Regions from separate parts of the Mus musculus genome. Here region 1 is linked to region 2. The links are chromatin contacts, called in public ChIA-PET maps. All regions are on one chromosome and are shown on one strand. The core of a region is the stretch at or near the end of the contact, and the rest is flanking DNA. Distances in the headings are between cores, read along the strand shown.

Region 1 (4,385 bases), core at 1,682-4,181, 210 kb before region 2:
TGCTTCACTATTTCCCACCTAGAACAGTTAGTACTCAGCACATAGCAGGCCTGTTCAGTGACTGTTACAGAATAGGTATTTGAAAAGGCAAGAGGTACTCAGAAGTGTCTAGGTAGGTAATCAGGGCTTCAAGGAGGTCATCTCTAAAAGGGGGGACAACACCTAACCAGAAGCAGCAGCCTCAGTAGGGAGTGTTTCTGGGGTTGGTCTTCCTGGAGGGCAGAAGAAGGTATCAGGGACTGGCAGAGGAGGGAGGACGGGACTGTGATACAGTCTATGGGAAGCACCAGAGACATCACGGACCTTTCTCATAGTCCTGAATTGAGACTGGATGTTTCTATACCCCTGAACAGCAGTCACTGGGCACACCCATGAAGGAGGTGTGACCTCAGGCAAGGCATTTTCCATCATTATCTATCTCCAGAGGGAGCCGATAGCCTAAGCCATCTATGGCCAACAGCTCTAGCAGGTAAGTCCCTCTTCAGTCTTGCAGAGGAATCAGATAGCATAGGATAGTGCCTATCATGTGGGATCTACCCAGGATGGGAGTATGCCGGGCCGGACGGGACCGGACTAAGAGGAAGATGAGCTCCCACCCCCACTCCCACCCCCACCCCAGGGTATGTGCAGAAGACCAGAGGGAAGAGTCAGATGAATCAGAAAGAGGACGATGGCCTTAGGAAGCTACAACCACATAAACATGTAGCCAAGGATGGTCTTGAATTTCTGGTCCTTCTGCTTCCATCTCCCAAGGGATGGAAATACTAGCATGTGTCACCACAATGCCTGGTTTTATGCAGTGCGGTAGACTGAACCCAGGGCTAATCCCTACCCTCTTTTATTTTTGCTAAGTCTCTGTTTGCTGGGTTCAAATGATTCTCTATCTTAGCCTCCTGAGATGGGACTACAAATGTATGCTATTACACCTTGCCTAAAACTATTTTTTTTTCCTAGACAAGGTTTCTCTATGTATCCCTAGCCATCCTGGAACTCTCTAGGTAGACCAGGCTGGCCTCAAGCTCAGAGATCCTTCTGCCTCTGCCTCCCGAGTGCTGGGATTAAAGGCATGCGCCACCATTGCCCAGCTCGAATAAAATTCTTTTTTTTTTCCCCGCCTAAAATTCTTAATCGTCTGTCTGAACAAGGAACCTTGGATTTTTTTTTTCTTTTGCATAAATTACATAGTCCTGTTCTCCAGCTCTGGATACTGAGTCAGGGCTGATCTCTGAGAAACTGTCAGGGTGACACTGTTAAGGGTGGGCATGGGCCCAGGTAGGCCTCAAGTTGTGTAACATGGGAGTAACAGTGCCCTTGTGTGTGTGTGAAGCCAGGATCGTGGTGAAGCTCCAACTAGAGGGAAAAAGATAACCCCAGTCTAACTGTTCCAGCCGCAGATCAGTCTGCCCTAGAAAGGCAGCCCAGAGGCCTCTCAGTGAAAGACAGCTACCTCCTGCTCTCAGAACCTCGTGCGTCTATGTCATACAGCAGCTACTGGCTGTTGAAAAGCAGCCAAGATGCCGGGAGTTTACAGAAACCAGTAGGACGGCTCCTGGAGCAGACTGAATAGCAGACAGTCTGGAAGTCAGAGCTAGGCCTATGAGGCTGAGGGTGTGGAGGGTGTAGGGTGTGGGGGTTGGAGGTTGGAGATGGTTGGTCCCTGAAGACAGATGGTGAGGGACCTGGATGAAAAGGCTGCCAGTGGTAGGGAGAAGCCTCGGAGAAGCTTGGATTACTGTGTAACCTAAACCAGAGACAATAGTCACGGCACGCTGAATATAGAGCCCCTGGCACCGACGGGCTTTGTCCGGCTTTAACGCCCATATTTGGGTCATTGCTTTATTTTTGCATGCCTGTTTTTCTGCTCCTGACATACTCACTTCCTCTCCAGACTCGAACCATATTCTTTCTCCTCTGACTGATGCTATCTGCCTCAGTTTACCGCGTACTTGGTACACCTGTAGTTCACCCGCAGTGGCCCAAACTGGGTTTATTTCGTACATGGTGAATCTTTTCTGGACCATCGTTTTATTTTCCCATGAAGGTTTCCAAGCTCTGTTAGCCCATCTGCTCACCAAGACGCCTCACTCAGGCACTGCCCAGTAGCCGAATACCAGAAACTGACAAGGGGTTCTGATTCTGGCAGCTTGAAAAGGGTAGAAATTGCCTTCTGGGAATGTCAATGCTGGGCACCTACTGAGCACCACCGATACTGGGTCCTGGCCAAGGTGGACGTGTGGACTGGGATGCCACAAACAGAAGCCTCTTTCTTCCAGGCTTTACGCAGGAGAGCGTTTAAAAACAGGACAAAGCCAGGCGGCCCAGGGGCCTCCCGGGCAGCGGGAGAAAAGCAGGGTGCAGGGAGCCAAGGCGGGGCGCTCCACGGGGGCGCAGACCCGCCCCGCCCGGCCTCGCAGCCTGAAAGGGCCTCTGTGTCGCGGCCACCGCCCGCCCGAGTCCCAGAGAGCGCTTCCTCAGCTGCGCCAGACCCCGGAGGCTCCGCCGCCCCTCTAGGGACAGACACAAATAGTTCCCAGCGCAGCTGTCCGGCCAGTTGCCTGGGGAACTAAACTCAATGGACTGACGTCACCCGGCCGTCGCGTAGCAACTGGAACAGACTCTGGAACGCCCCGGCGTTGAGGTCACGGTCGTCAAGGAGACGGCGGGGCGGGGCCTGGGCGGGGCTGCTGGGCCTCTGGTGGCCTGGCTCCAAGTTGGGAGCCTCCGAGTTTTGCGGGGTTGGGGGGCGGGGGTGGGGTGGGGGGAGCGGTGCCCCCTGGCCTGCCGCAGCCAGACAGCCTTGCCCTCGGCTGGCCCGGCCGGAGAAAGCTCTTTGTAGCCCGATGCGCCCAGCACTCAGATATTTTTCTGGCAGACAGAGCCTTTGTTGTCCTCACCCCATCTTACTGCCCAGTTTCTGTTCCAGCCTCGTTTCCTCACCAGGCCCCAGCCCGGGCTCCAGTTCTACTAAGGGGAGGCAGCACAGTGTTTTTCTTCTCCCTCCTCCCTGGTCACCCAGGAAATGCGGGCAATTGGCCACCAGCCTCGGGAGAAGAGACACAGGGCCCTGCTCCCTGCAATTTATCAAAGTCTTGTTTTTTCCTTCACCCCTGAGCCTGACTTAAAGCGTTTGTGCAAGTGACACCCACCTCCACAGCAGCTAAGCCAGGTTAGGCAAGTGGAGGAACAGGACTTTGTACTTATAATGCCGCCCCCCCCCCCCCCCCCCGTGTCTCTTCCACATCATGGCGGAATACAAAACCCTGAAACCAGGTGTGACAGACCCAGAACCTCTTGGCACCAGCCTTCCAGTTACTCTCCCAGGCTGGGGCACTCCTGTTTCTAGTTAGTCTTGTTCAAGTCCGGTTGAATTCATGTGTGGAGAGATATTTTTCCTCACCTATAGCTGCAGTTTGAAAGTATTAATACTAGAAGTTGGTAGACAACCTGTTTCCTCATTGGTTGACATATAAAATTCAGATGTAAAGTAATATTTTTTTTTAGTTCATGGAGTTGGGCAGAGCGATGAAGAAGATCCAAACGTCCTGTCTCCAAAGCACACTATCGAAGGAAAGCTGTGGGAGGGACTCACAAGCTTATGTGGTGTGGCTGGCATGCTCTAGGGTCCATGCGTGGGCTGCGCCTGGCCTTGGACCTACATCTGGTCCCATGTATGGCCCTGGTCCTGCTTGTGAGAAAGCTGATTTTTTTTTTGGGGGGGGGGGGCGTGTGTTTCAAGACAGAGTTTCGGTGTGTAGCCCTGGCTATCCTGGAACTCACTTTGTAGACCAGGCTGTCCTTGAACTCAGAAATCCGTCTGCCTCTGCCTCCCAAGTGCTGGGATTAAAGCTGTGTGCCACCACTGCCGGGCTAGGGAAAGGTGATTTTTGTCTGCTGAGGATCATTTCATGAGGAGGTGTGAAGGGTAAGATGCCACCTGTCTGCAGTGGGGGACATAGACATGAATACATATACACCTTGTAGCTGCTTGCAGGAAAAGCAGAATACGGTGGGAAGGGAGAGATCTAACCCATGAGAAGGGTGGTAACACCAGATGTTCCCATTATCCTTTCCTAGATCAATACAACTCACCAGTCCTGTTTTTGCCCAAAGTACATCATATGACACCAAGGTCACATCTACTGAAGGATCCTGATAAATACACAGCACAGGAAATCCCAAGAAGGAAGAAAGTTGACTTTGTGGGTTTGTTTTGTTTTGTGTGTTCTCTTGAGATAAAAGTTCCCGAGAGCCGAGGTTGGTCTGGAATTTGCTACGTAGAACAAGCTGGTCTTGAATTCTGGTGTCTCCTGCTCAGCTGCCCAAGTCCCAGAGTTCACCACTGCTAAATAGTGATTCAGTTTGTTTTCTGTTCTTCCAAGGGAAAT
Region 2 (4,317 bases), core at 1,620-4,119:
ACACACACACACATTAACAGACATATATATACAGAGATACAGACACATACACACATAACACACATCACACAAACCACACAGGTACACACAGAAACAAACACACACACACACAGCAAAACCTGGAAACAGAAAGAGAAGCTGATGGACCGTTGTTTTTGATGCATGTGTGTGAGTGTCTGCATAGATTCACGTGTAATGGTGTGCATTTGAGCTACAGGTAAACTTCAGGTGTGCTCCCTCAGGCATTGTCTGCCTTGAGTTCTGAGACAGGGTCACCTTCTCACTGGCCTACAGCTTGCCAAGTAGTCTACACTGGCTGGGCAGGGAGTCCAGGAGTCTTCCTGTCATCCTCCAGCCATCCCCCTGGGGCAGGGTTAGGTGTATAGTCTGCCTTCAGCTTTTTCACATGGATTCTTGGGATCAAACTCAGGCCCTCATGCTCACGAAATAGCACTTTTCCTTCTGAGCGACCTCCCCAGACCCCCGTGCTCCTTTCTCCCAACAGAAAACCACATTGCAGATATGGATGGGCTACCACAGCAAGTCATGGTGTATAAATCTAGGTTGAATTCAAGTGCCGAGTGGAAACAGCAAGCAGGCGAGTAACATGCACCGCTCAAGCCATATGTAAAGGTAAACGAGGGCTAAGGTGCAGCTCCAGGGCAGAGCACTTGAGAGGACAAGGCTCCGGGCTCCATCTCTAGCAAACCAAACAGCAAACCACAAAACAGTGGTGTACAAAGGAATATAAAGATGTCGTGACCTGGGCTAGAGAAATGGCTCAGTGTTTATAAGCATCTGTTGATTCTGCAAGAAGACCCAGTTTCAGTGTCTAGTTAGCAGTCATATGGTGGCTCATAACAATTCAGAGAATTGGGTGCCCTCTTCTGACCTCTAAAGTTACCAGGCACACATGTGGTGCGTGCGAGAGTGCGCGCACACACACACACACACACACACACACACACACACACTCACACACAGAGGCACATAATATACCCAGAATGAATGAATGAATGAAATGAATGAATGAATGAATAAACAAAAGATATCATAAGGGCTGGCGAGAAGGCTCAGTGGGTAGGGATGCTTGCCGCCAAGGCCAAAGACCTGAGTTCAATCCCTGAGACCCACATGGTGCAATGAGACAAGTGATTCCTGCAGGTTGTCTCCTGACCTCCACTTGTATGCTGTGGCATATGTACCACCCTCTCCCCATAATCAATAGATAAATTTAGTACAAAATTAAAATCTTGAAAGTACAGAATCATACAGAGTTTATACCTCCGTGTTACAGAAGCAGTTAATTCTGGGGAGACAAGGGCCAGCAGGGAAGAAGGACAGAGCAGAAACACAGTTGTCCACTGAATGAGCCTTTGTACTTTCTGCAAAGTTTAGAATGATCTGTCGGGGGCTGGAGGGATGGCTCAGCATTTACCAGCATGGGTAAGAGCACGGAAGAACATTCCAGAGCTTTTGTCAGAGGGCCTGAGTTTGATGCCCAGCACGCATGTCAGGCAGCTCATGACTGCCTGTAAGCCCACTTCCCTACTGGCACCCACATAATGTGCACGTGCCTATACACATGCATAATTACAAATAATAAAAATAAATCTTAAAAACAGACGGAGGTACAAGAGAGATGGCTCAGTGGTCAGGAGCAATGACTGCTCCTTCAGGACCTGGGTTCAGTTCCCAGAACCCACATGGTGGCTCACAGCCATCTGTAACTCCAGTCCCAGGGGATATGACATTCTCTTCTGACCTCCATGTGCACTGTACACATGGTGCATAGACATACATGAAGACAAAATACACATACCTATACAAATAAATAAAAGTTATCAAAAACTTTCAAACAGATTGTTCCTTCAGTTAAGCAGTAAGTGATCGCATGCCTGCATGGCCCATTCCCTCTGAGAAGATGGTCTGGGATCCATATGCACGGCAGGCTGGGAAGGCAGATGGTTGGGAATCAGAACAGAGTGAAGACAGGCTTAGGCCAGGATGTGGACAGAAGAGGAAATGAAAGGGAAGTTGCAAGTGCTTTCAGACAGTGAGTCATGGGCCCTTGTCCTGTCTGAAGATGGTCACAAGCAGAAAAGAGTCACAGACTCTTGAGCAGTTCGAGGAGCACAGGGACAGGCAAGCCACTCACAGACTCACAGCTCCACAGCTGACACAGGTCACTTGGCAAATGCGGCACACACTGGGAAAGCACAGCCCTAGTTTGTGGTAGTCAGTAATCGGTCCACTTAGAGAAACTAACACACGGACGCATGCAGGGAGGGCCCCAGAGACCATGATGCATGATGCCAGCTCCACTCAGAGGCTTCCTCAATCTGGACTTGCAGGGAGGCAAGATTCCTGGTCCCATGGCTCCTCAGCTCAGCCCCTTGAGACAGGATTTCTCTGTGGAGCCCTGGCTGGAACTTGCTCTATAGACCAGACTGGCCTTGAACTCAGAGATTCCCTTGCGTCTGCCTCCTGAGTACCGGGATGAAGGCATGTGCCATCACCGCCCAGCCAGTTAATGCATTTCAAAGTTCACCAGGCAGTTTTGTTTTGTTTTTTCAAGACAGGGTTTCTCTGTGTAGCCCTGGCTGTCCTGGATCTCACTTTGTAGACCAGGCTGGCCTCGAACTCAGAAATCCGCCTGCCTCTGCCTCCCAAGTGCTGGGATTAAAGGCGTGTGCCACCACGCCCGGCTTCACCAGGCAGTTTTAACTTTCTTTGTAAATCAGTAAAGTTGATATTTTTCAGCTTCCTTCCTCTTTCAGAATAAATGCTGATTTCCGGTGCTGTAGAGATGGCTCGTCAGTTAAGAGTATTTGTTGCTCTTGCGGAGAATATGGGCTTGGCTTCCAGCACCCACGTAACAGCTCATAACTGTCTGTAACTGCTGTTCTGGGAGATCTAGCGATCTCTCTGGTCCCTTGGGGCAACAGGAATACATGTGGTATATATGCAGGCAAGCAGATAAAACAGCCATTCACACAAAAATAAAGATAAGCCTTTAAACAACAACTGCCACCCATGATGCTTTTCCCAAGATACTATGTAATCAGGCTCTATGTTCCTCACTTTCCCCACCTCTTACTACTGTAAAGCAACCCACTGGTATTCTCCTGCTTCAGTATTCTACTGAATACTGAATGCCTGGCCATCCATTCTTCCCCTTGCCCACAGCATGGCTCCCCATGTCCTTCCCTCTCTATTGCTCCTCACAGCACCATCCCCCTTGACACTGCGTTCCTATGGGTTTCTCTGTTAAGTTGTTTTCCCCCCAGAGTACCTGCCTAGCTTGTTTAGCTCTCACCAGGGCTTGGCTGCTCTTCCAGAGGATCCCAGTTTCAATTTCCAGCACCCATATATATGGTGGCTCTGAACCATCTGTTACTTCAGTCCCGGGGATATGATATCTTCTTCTAGGCTCTGTGGGTACCTCATGCATATGCCCCCCCATCACTTCTGTACCACTGTGTACTCATGCATATGGTACACAGACATACATGTAGACAAAGCACCTGTACACATAAGACAATGAGATCAACCAACCAGCAAAGAAGGGGTGGAGCTGTGCTCAGTGGTTAACTACTTAAGACTCTTGCAGAGCACCTTGGTTTGGTTCCTAGCTCTGATGCAGAGTTCACAATCATCTATACTCCCGGGACCATCTTTTGGCCTCTGTTGATACTGCACGGATATGGTATGCATAAGTAGATGCAGGCAAAACCTCATATGCATAAAATATATAAACAAATAAAGGAGTTTGAAAACAATTTCAAAACCTTGCATGGATGGGCAAGGCTTCACCCTGGAAGACATGGTTTATTAATGGAAACCTGGCTGATGGGATAACTTCTGCGTGCCGAGCGCCCTCAAAAACATGAACTATTGCCATGATCCTGGCAACTCACCAGTATGCGGTGGTGTGACCCCACTGCTAAAATCACAATACCCTTTGGTTGCAAGACAGAGAACCAAACTAGAACTGACCCCCAAACTCCCTCTTGCTGGCTTGCTTCCTTCCCTAGTGCCAGAAGGCGCCATGCAAACTGCTGGGGCAAAGTCACTAAGACTATTATTACCCAAGGGAGAACCCTGTGTGCTATGGTACCCACCTGTCAGGCAAGACTGCTCGCTGACACAACAGTGGCACAGAAGTGATGGGGGGCATCAAATATTGTTGGGTAGGATCTGAGGCCTGCTGCATAGGAGGGAATTCAAGCCTGATACAGTAACTGGTCAGAAGCCCATGCTTCAGGTCACAGGCCTTCGAGAGGCAGTGGGGGAAGGGGGGGAGGGGCAGGGGAC

What was found. ChIA-PET counts read pairs in DNA pulled down with a chosen protein or histone mark.
Region 1: a contact with region 2 is called in an RNA polymerase II ChIA-PET map of memory CD8 T cells, with 72 read pairs. The contact joins two enhancer-like sites. A contact is called at or near these places in 2 of 484 Hi-C or Micro-C datasets (CD8 T cells and cerebral cortex), 3 of 115 datasets of contacts at active chromatin or transcription factors (double positive thymocytes, memory CD8 T cells and microglia) and 3 of 9 other capture datasets (adipose tissue, liver and pancreatic islet).

The regions. Positions count from the first base shown.
Region 1 is chr1:86,432,762-86,437,146 of GRCm38.p6, reverse strand. All of the region lies in intron 1 of Gm32700 (a long non-coding RNA gene), which reads left to right. Among named protein-coding and RNA genes, the nearest start is that of Gm32700, 6.6 kb to the left of the region's middle. Within about 2 kb of position 2,931, at least 443 of the 459 cell types and tissues checked have an H3K27ac peak or open chromatin away from gene starts, as enhancers often do. A contact at or near this core is called in CD8 T cells, adipose tissue, cerebral cortex and 3 more, where this site is marked.
Region 2 is chr1:86,227,408-86,231,724 of GRCm38.p6, reverse strand. The region is part of intron 19 of Armc9 (armadillo repeat containing 9); the gene reads right to left. Among named protein-coding and RNA genes, the nearest start is that of Gm46098, 27 kb to the left of the region's middle. Within about 2 kb of position 2,869, at least 126 of the 459 cell types and tissues checked have an H3K27ac peak or open chromatin away from gene starts, as enhancers often do. A contact at or near this core is called in CD8 T cells, adipose tissue, cerebral cortex and 3 more, where this site is marked.